Linked DNA regions of Anser cygnoides: region 2 is linked to region 1. A link is a contact called in public Hi-C data. All regions are on one chromosome and are shown on one strand. The core of a region is the stretch at or near the end of the contact, and the rest is flanking DNA. Distances in the headings are between cores, read along the strand shown. Region 1 holds the start of EIF6 (eukaryotic translation initiation factor 6). Region 2 holds the start of NDRG3 (NDRG family member 3).

What was found. Hi-C and Micro-C count contacts between places; a contact is called where the count stands out from the background.
Region 2: a contact with region 1 is called in a Hi-C map of liver, with 2.0 times the contacts expected there. The contact joins the promoter of NDRG3 here to the promoter of EIF6 in region 1. A contact is called at or near these places in 2 of 7 Hi-C or Micro-C datasets (granulosa cells and liver).

Annotation. Positions count from the first base shown.
Region 1 is chr16:14,804,242-14,809,092 of Taihu_goose_T2T_genome, forward strand. It overlaps EIF6 (eukaryotic translation initiation factor 6), which reads right to left and starts at 2,469. Exons shown (of 6, transcript XM_048046430.2): 1 at 2,285-2,469; 2 at 2,118-2,203; 3 at 760-935. The coding sequence starts at 2,391. It overlaps FAM83C (family with sequence similarity 83 member C), which reads right to left. Exons shown (of 4, transcript XM_013195881.3): 4 at 3,554-4,851. The coding sequence ends at 4,030.
Region 2 is chr16:15,390,615-15,395,465 of Taihu_goose_T2T_genome, forward strand. NDRG3 (NDRG family member 3) reads right to left here and starts at 2,817. Exons shown (of 16, transcript XM_048048906.2): 1 at 2,689-2,817.

The sequences.
Region 1 (4,851 bases), core at 1,219-3,718:
TTACCTTGACCTTTTTTGTTTTCTTTGCACTCCTTACACCATTTCTGTCACCTTTAGCATAAACTGAAAGAAAACATCAGGACCTTCAGTACCTGTAGCCACACAACTCACCTCTCCAGCGCTATTAAAGTATCAGCTCTCAAACATAAATTGGCAGCAACTTCACCTTCCCTGCCCTTTCTTTTTAACTTTCATACAGGAGCTTCCATTTTTCTTTTACCTTACTGTAAACACACGCTGCATCATCTACGGTCTCTTCCAACTATTAGAAATTTCAACTTGATCAGCAGCATTTTGTAACTACTGCTATAGTGCTGATAAAATTTGTTATGCTCTTTATTTATTACACACATAGATGCTCTTTTTTCAGTCAATTTTACATATGCATAGCAAACTGCACTGGACAATTAACTTCCATATCCCACGGCTCTCTACCATTAACTACAGTATGCCAAACAAGAGCACACACTAAATTCACAGCAGGCTCCACATTCACAAATAAGGAAAACTATAGGAGAAGAGGGAGATCAACTGAAACAGAGTCAGAAGTCCCAAATCCAATTCTGTGATTTCTCTCCCAAGAAGAAAGGAAACGTGAGGCAGCACAGCTTCCTACACGATGTTAGCTCAACTGTTAGCATAACTCTTCTGAAATTCATACTACTTATAGTATGCCTCAATAGCTACAAACTTCAATTGCAGCTTCAGAATAATTTCAGATGCATCCATAAGGAATGTAAAAGCGTAAGAGCCGTATACCCTGTCAAGATCTGGATGAACAAGAGCTACGTAGTCATTGCAGGTAGTGACATTGCCTAGTGCCGAGAGACGCTCTTCTACTCGCTGAATTCGTACAGAATCTGGAAGGCTATTGCGGATATGTTGAAGCTCTTGGTCTGTTGTACTGCTTGGGACCAACAGCCCGTGCCTGTTCCCTAAAATGACCAAAAAAAGGAAAGTAACGTATAAAAAAGAAAAACAATTCCACATTAAAGTAATTTTAAAAGCAACTATTTCCATTGTGCTTACTACTTTACTGCAGCTCAGAAAAAGGCTGGAACTGCCCCGCCCCATCTGTTCATTTCAAGCCCACAAATCAGCCCAAACAAAATAACATGACCACTTGAAAATAACACAGCACCACAGGTGAGGGAAAGCCAGGATGAAGCACAAACTTAAAGAATATAAATGGGTAAATGAAAATACTTTGATTCACTATTCTTTTTTAAGAGAACTAAAGGAAACACAAGGTTCTCAACGAAACACTTTGTTATGAAATTTCCCCCAGTAGATGCTGGTTGTCCTCACAAAGCCTACAGATTCCACTTGATTTTGTTACTCTCCTTTAACAAAGTGGTAACATTTGGTAATGTTACCATGGTAACATGGTAACAAAGACATTCTTTTTTTTTTTTTTCCAGGAAAAAAAAAAAAAGCACAGAGCATGCTTTTCTGAATAGTATACCACTGGCTGGAGACAGGTGAAAGAATTTTCTTTGACCTTCACATCTGTAATGCCTCCCTTGCCCTCACCCCTCCAGTACTGGCCCTGAACCATTAACCTTCAGAAAAAAAATGGAATGGCTTCTCCCAGTTTACCAGAAAGCAGATTTATGTGCATCCATAACCTGTCTTCAGGCCTTGAAAAGCAGACGCTCTTTATTACCCTGGCTGGTTTTTTTTGTTTGTTTGCTTTTTAGCAGAGGAGGAGGAAATTCTTCACTGTAAGGGTGGTGAGGCACTGGCACAGGTTGCCCAGGGAAGCTCTGGATGCCCCATCCCTGGAGGTGTTCAAGGCCAGGCTGGATGGGGCCTTGGCCAGCCTGATCTAGTGGGTGGCATCCCTGCCTATGGCAGGGGGGTTGAAACTAGGTGATTTTTAAGGTCCCTTCGAACCCAAGCCGTTCTATGATTTTTAATTGGGTGAGCTTCACTTCCTACAGCTTTGCTCCTTCTCTTCACACAGCGTAACCCTGGATGAGGGGTGCCGCTCGTTGGCCTCCCCAGCCCAGCCCAGCCCGGGGCGTTTTCCAGCACCAGCAGCACGCGACTTTTTCCGACCCCCAGCCGAGCACGCCCACCCGCGGGCCCCGAGGCCGGGGACCCCCGCCACCTACCCACACACATCCTGCCGATGATGCGGCAGCCGGCGATGGAGGCGTGCACCACCGGGATGGTCCCGAAGAGCTCCCCCTCGAAGACGCTGGAAGGAGAAGGAGCCGTTAGGGGTCAGCCGCGGGGCCGGGCCGGGCCGGGCCGGGCCGGGCCCTCGCGGCTCCCTCACCTGTAGAAGTTCTCGGAGCCGCCGATAGCCACGAGGCAGTAGGCGTTGGTGAGCTTGGCGAAGCAGCCCAGCTCGTTGTTGTTCTCGAAGCTGGCGCGGACGGCCATCGCTGCGGACGGGAGCACGGCGCGGCCCCACGCGGCACCGCCGCTTCCGACCCCGGCGGCGGGCGGAAGGCAGCGGGCGGGGCGGCCCCGGCAGCGCCCGGCGGAACAGCGCCGCCGCCCGCCGGGAGGAGCGGCCGCTCTCCGCGCCACGAAGGGGGCCCGGCCCCGGCCCCGGCCCCGGCCCGTCGCGATTTTTCGGGTCCGTGTGGCAGCGCCGCTGGGCTCCGCAGCCAGCACGGAGCTCCGACCTTGCGCTGCGGGAGCAACACAGCGCCGCGGGCCTGGCCGCGGCACCGCGGGCCCCACCATGGCGCGGTGTGCCCAGACGCGCCAGCACAGGCTGACAGCGCTCGGGCCCTCGCAGGCCGCCTTGTACACAAAGATGCCACTGTGGGCCCAGGCACACCACTGTGGGCTCAGACGCATCGTTGCCATCCACGTACTTGGACGCTGCACTGTCCCTGTGCCTGGACCTGTCACCTCATGCCGTCACCATCTGTGTTCTCACACGCTGCTGTGCGCTGGCACTGCCTGCGTGCCCAGGCACACCACCTTGTGTCATCGCTCTCCATGGGCCCAGACATACACTGTGGACTGAAATGTGCCACTGTGTGCCATCACAGTCTGCGTGCCTGGACACACCACCATGGTCTGGACCGCCACCGTGGGCCAACACTGCCCATGTGCTGGAAAAAAACGTGTCCAGATGCCACCCATGTGCAGGCATACCTTCCCCATCCAGGCATGACTGAATACCACCTTTGTTCTGCCACCACCGGTGTCCCAACAGCACAATGAGCAGACGTGTCACCTGTGTGCAAGCATACACCCAGGGATTCAGACACCGTCCGTGTGCCTGGGCATGCCACCCATGTCCAGGCACAACCCATGTCAGCTGCCATCTGTGTTCAGATACAATCTGTGTGCAAATACTACCCATGTGCTGGCATCGCCCACGTGCAGACACCACTTACCTGCCATCACCACACATGCGCAGGTGCCACCCATGTCCCCAGACATGCCACCCATGTGCAGCCACCACCTGTATCTTCCTGGCACGGCACAGATCAGCACTGCTGGGGCCTGGCCCCAGGACAGGGTGGCAAGAGGCCCTGGCCAAGCTCAGGATGCTCACCACCCTAGGAGGGACCCAACGCAGCTCTTTCCAGTAGAACAGTGCCTTTATTTTTAACATCACCCTGCATTTGACCATTTCATTTTCAGCAAATGGCTACAGGGAGAGGAATTGCTCAGTACAAAGAAAACCTGGGTTCACCCTGAAAACCTCAGTAGCCAAACAGTTTCCAGTTATAGCAGTGGTTTTCCTGTAAGTTTGGGGGGAAATAGTTCTTTTCCAAATGAGTAAAAAATATATAGAAGTGTGCGTTATGTTTATGTCATTTTCTCTCCTTTGCTATCAACTCGTAATTGAAAAATTGAATTGTACTTACTAATATCATCTTAATCAGTCATCTACGTATATTAGAAATTGCAGCATAGCACAAACACCTTTTGATAGGAACAAGACTAATTTGCCACCTGTACTTTGATTTCAAGCCCCAGATACGTTGATTGGTAGGGAAAAGCAACCACTTGAAAATAAGACCAAAGGACACACCGAGGCCCGGGAGAACCAGGTCAGAGTTCAAACCGACTGTGTATGTGTTTAGATTTTAACTTGTTGTATTTGGTGATCAGATCCAGCTTACTGTGTCCAAGAGTCATTCTTTTCTCAGCCCCGTATGCGCTGCTCTTTTCCATCAACATGTCCTCAGTAAGTTTATCATAGGAAGGAACTGCAGGCTTTTTTGTGCGTTTGAGCTGGTTGTACGGTAATAACAGGTCCAATTTTCCTTGTCCAAGACCCTGTCTTTTTTCTGTCCCATAAAAGTTATCATTTTCTGCTGTTGGTTCCCTGGAGGTAGCAGCAGGCTCTTTCTGCTTTGTGCTTGTCACAGTGCAATTGGCACCCTCTGAAAGGAACTGTGGCGTCTGCTCCTGTGTCACTGGGGAGCAGTGGCCGCTGTTTGCCTTGTCATCCCCTTGATAATTAGGTTTGTTGGAGCTGAGGACAGGGGATGGCTCCAGCTGCAAAAATGTCCTTGCTGTCGTGAGATTTGATTTGTGATACAAGTTGGACTTATTTGAAGGACTGTTAGGTGAGTCTGGTGGTTCCCCTTGCTGCACAGGGCAAGTGGGCTTCAGAGATGTGTCTTCCTTCCCCATCTTATCACCAGAATCAGGGCTCAAATCATGCTTCTCCTGGTGAACACTGCAGCTGGGGTTTTTCATAAAGGGAGACATTTTTATGCTTCTGATGCTTACATTGGAGAGGCTGCTGGAGGCACTCAGGGTTTCAGCATCATTCTGGATGGGCTTCAAAAGGGATTCAGTACTTTTTGAGGTGTTCTGAGACAAGGGATCCGACACAGAGAAGCTGGTCACTGCTTTGGACTCTGC
Region 2 (4,851 bases), core at 1,567-4,066, 590 kb after region 1:
TCTCCTCTATCATGGATTAAATCAGGCTGCAATAATTACAGACACAAGTAGCCTTAATCAGCACTGTGCAACTGTCCAACACAAGGCTTAAGAGTCATAAGCAGCAGAAGCATATTTACTCATATCCAAGATACATCTCGTAGATGATGAGAACAAGATAAACCCCGATAACAGAGTGTTATGGTGTCAGCACTGACTACAGCTACAGGTATAGAATTCACTGAGTATATGGCTTTCCTTTTTTCAGGAAATGAGAGTAGTAGCAACCCTGGTGAGCTATTATTTGCAAGAATGACATTTAAATAATTCAAAACAAAAACCTGTATTCCGTTATACATGAAAACCAAATACAAAATTTTTTTTAAAAAAAGGAGAAAACAAATCAGCTTTTAAGTGTACTTAAGACAATATTATGGCAATAGTCTTTTAAGCTTCTTCATCAAAATGCCATACCTATATATTACAACTTTGCTATAATGTTACTTTGGGCATGCAACAGAGTAATGTTTAAGACTGAAAATTGTCTTAGTAGCATCTTTCACTTAATTTCATAGTATATCTTTGAGAGACCAAAGCATAACAAAAGCCTCTGAAATCTAACATTTTTCAGTGGAAAACATAAGTGTAATAATACATTTAAAGATCCTGTTATGCGTGACCAACGTGAAACACAAGCTGCAAAATGAAGCAGTGAAGGATTTCTGAAGGTGATCTGAAATAAGGTAAACACAAATTAAGCATGTTTGTTAACTTACATTAGTTTTTTACCTAACATATAAAATGAGTAGCCAGGAATAAAATTAAAATTTCCAACAATGCTGCTTCCAGCAGTTGTTTAATTATCATTTAATCCAGCTTCTACTTTTGCAAAGGCAAGCACCTCAGTGAAAGCCAGCTATAGCCCACACTAAGTTTCTGCCCTCAGCACAGCCAGTTTCAGTACTTCCTTTGAAACAAACTAAGTTTCCAAATCCCAAACAAATAAAATTGGAATAGTCATTCTCAGCACTGAGCCCTCTCCACAATCCCAGTCCCATGACTAATAATCCAAACGAACCCTAAAGATTACCTCATTTCTTCAGCAGTCTACCCCTAGTTCAGTCCTATTTGAGTATGGGACACATATCTGGTAAGTTCTGCTTCCTAGTCCAGTTCAGTTATCCGACAGGAAAGCTCCAAGCTGTTACCAAACTCAGCTTAGATTTTACATAACCTATTAACTTTTTGCCATGGACCTCTACATCAGGGCTAAGCATAGTTTGACAGGGGTTTGGAAGACTGTTGCCCTCTTGTTCCTATAGAAAAGGACAGGCAAAGCCAAAGCAATGAGCTCCATCATCTTATCTGAATATAGGAGAGTCATGAATGTGCCTGACAAAGGAAGAGAAGTGGATTCTGCTCCACTTGTAAACCCATCGTCTCATCATCTCGGCACTCAAGCACAAAACCTCTTCTGGGTTTCCCAGATTTAACTCCCTAGCACTCAACAGACCTTTCCTATTCCCTGGAGCAAACACGTGCTTGACCAAGTTGTCCCATTTCTGCTACCAACTGGGACCGTGACCTGCATGCTGCAACCGCCCCGTGCCACGGCTGGATCCCACATTGGTTCCAGGCTCCCCAAACCTGCAAACCTGAGAGGAACGAATCAAGAACTGGATCAGACACCGGGCTCTGACTCGGCAATGTCCCCAGGTGCTGCCGCGGGGTCAGACGGCAAACCCCGCTCCTCTGGGTCGCCCATGACACTGTTTCTTCTGTAACCCAGGCATCTTCTGCATGGGACTTACAGCAAGGATTTTCATGCTAATGGAAGCACCTGACTTCACTACAACGCTTTGAAGTACTCCCCATGACTTACATTACACATCAAATAAACGGACATTGACCTAAAGCGATGACGCAAGTCAGCATAAGATATTTTTTATACAGCCTATTCCTTTCCTATTCATACAACAACAAGACCCTATCGAATTAAAGAAAAAAATATATGTTTTTGTTGTCCAAAAGAAATCAAGACCTGCGAATTTTAAGATACGAGTACTCTCAAAGGAAAGCTATCGACCACAGTAAGCGGCAGCCCGGAGCACCCCAGCGCTTTATTCAAACGACCGGCGTCATCTCCACGAGAAGCCGGGGCGAGTTTTGAAGGCGTTTTTTTTTTTTTTTTTTTTTTTTTTCCCCAGCGAAGCCCGGAGTGCCGAGGGATCGTTTCCCGAGCCAGCTCCGTGCCGGCGCGGTGCCGTCCCCGGCGCAGGGAAGCAGCGCGCAGCCCTCCCTCCTCCGGCGGCGGCCCGGCGGCCCCCGGGGGCTGCGGTCAGCTCGGCGGGAGCCGCCCGGGAAGGGCCCCGCCGCGGTAACCGGCAGCCGGCTCCGCCCCGGGACGGGCAGCGGCCGCAGCGGCGCCGCGGTGCACGGCTCGGCTCCGCTCGGCTCGGCAGCGCTGCCGGTGCCCGCGGGCACAGCCGCCGCCGCCGCTCGCCCTCCGCCCGCCCGCTGCCCGCCGCCGCTCCCCGCGGAGCCGCCGCTCGGCACCTACTGCCCGGCGGCCACCGATCGCCTCAGTGCCGCGGAGCCCGGCAGCGGCAGAAGCCGCCCGGAGCGCGGGCCGGCGGGGCCGCCGGCTCAGGGCTCAGCGCCGCCCCGGCGCGGGCTCAACCCCGGCCCGCGGGCGGCCGCGGCGCTCACCTGGACGGCGGCACCTCAGCAGCTCCGGCCGCCGCGGCATGGGGGGGCCGCTCTGCGCCTGCGCGCCGCGCCGCGGGCCCGCACACGCGCACGGCTCGTGGCGGGGCTCGGGACTACAAAGAAGATGGCGGCAGCGCCGTCTCGCGAGCCGTCCGCCGGGCACCGCCTTCCGCCCCCGGCTGAGGGGGATGCCGGCAGGAGCAGGCGCTGGGAGCGCTGCGGTACGCGCTCCCAGGAGGAATGCGTCCGGCTCTCCCCTAGTACGAGCTCTCTGTGCCGTTTCGCGTTCGCTCTCATCTTTTACAGAAGTTGGAAGGCGTGCAGCCCCCGGCCCGCCGCGGTGACGGGGCCGTGGGGTGGCGGCGAGCGGAGGGGGGTGATGGCTCGGAGGGAGCCTGGCAGCCTGCGTTTTCACAGGCACCGACAAAAGGCGCCGTTTGGCTCCTCAGGCTGGATGCTTGATGGGGAGGTAGTATGGCAAGCACCCAAGGAATGGCTGACTTGAACATCAAACCCTTTTTACTGTTGGCTGCATTGGAGGAGTGCACCTAGGTAAAACGATCGTCGTGGCCCTTCATCCATGACTGTTTCAGTGAGATGGGAAACGTTTTGCTGCATGGTGTTTGTAACAAAGGGACGTGAACGCTTCTGTAGATGTCGAGCCGTGCTCATCAGCCCTTCTCTTTGTGCAGCACTTTCTCAGCACCCTCTGGTCTATGAGTCCAGGCTCAGTTTTTCCTTGTGGCCTCTTCATCTCTATTCCTTTCACTCTTACACAATAATATTTTGAAAACTTAGAACACAAGAAAACTTCATTTACCAGCTCAGTCTGCTGCCAAGTCACCACTGAAGAACTCATCATGTGAAATCCCAGCTAGACACTCACCTGGGCACAGCAGTCACAAACAAGCTGCAATCTCTTGCTTGGTACAAGGTACATCGTACCATTCCAGTGGTACAATTCGTACCGCTCCAGTGGAGCGCAGTGCCACCTTCCCAGTGTAAACCAATGCACATGCAACATGCAGATGTGAATGTTTGAGGCAGCCCACTCTGAGGTCGCAGTTATTCAACCACATACCTACTGACAAATCCTGGTGCCATATTCCTTTCACAGATGCCATGAATGTAACTAAACTGGCAGCAAGTTTTGCACAAAACTTGGTGTTTGCAACTGTAAAGAGTGCTTTCACTATTGCTGCTTTCCTGGCTCTTTGGGAATGTCTTAAAGTAGAAATACTTGGATCCCAGAATAGCAAAGCATCCCCAGCTCCTCTCACCTTAACCTTGGTATGGACCTGCACCAAACATCTGAAAACTAGGTACTGCCCGAACTTAATCCATGTTCTGGTTTCTGGTGCCACCCAGTGGTCCTACATCCTGCTTCTAACTCCGTTCTTAATTACGTGGAGGCTGTTACCGAGTAGCCCTTGGGGGAGGGGAGGCGGAGAGGAGGGACCGTATGCAGGTAAATAATTCCTGCGTATGTTTGCAGCAGAAGAAGAAAGAGCTGTGAGTGATCCTGGCACTGGGGCACTCAGCTGTACCCAGCATTACAGTGTCCAGTACCCCTTTCTTGTTATCTTTTAGCCTCAGCCCGTTCTTACATCACTGCCCTGAACCACCTGCAAAATCCTGCCACCTCACAGCACTACCTGTTGTTACTTTATCACCGTCTCACGCTTATCAGTTATTTCTAGCAATTTCTCATGTCACATGTCACAGTCATTAGTTTTTCCCACCCTGCATTTTGGGTAATTAACATCCCTGTAAGCCTGCAGACAAGACTAGTCCTTTGGCCCCACTTGTCACATGATGCTTCCCAGCTCATGGGTGTAGGCAGCAGAATGGAATATGTTTGTTATCTCTCCAGCTTCTGTTGATGGAATGAGCCCGCTTTTGGTCTGGATCCTGTCCTGGCCTGCAGATCTGAGCAATCTACCTTGCAGATCTGAGCAATCTACTGCAGGTCACTGCATTGAAGGCCAAGTCAAGTCTGCTTTCTGCAAAGGAGATTCAGTTCAGCACCACAGTGTTAGGCAGTGTTACGTACTCACAAGTCTGGAGGCAAGTGCTATTCCATTTTGCCAGCTGTGATTAGTATGATGCTCCCAGCACAGCCATTTGTTTACAGTGCACCTTTGTCTGGTTTTGCCAGGGCTA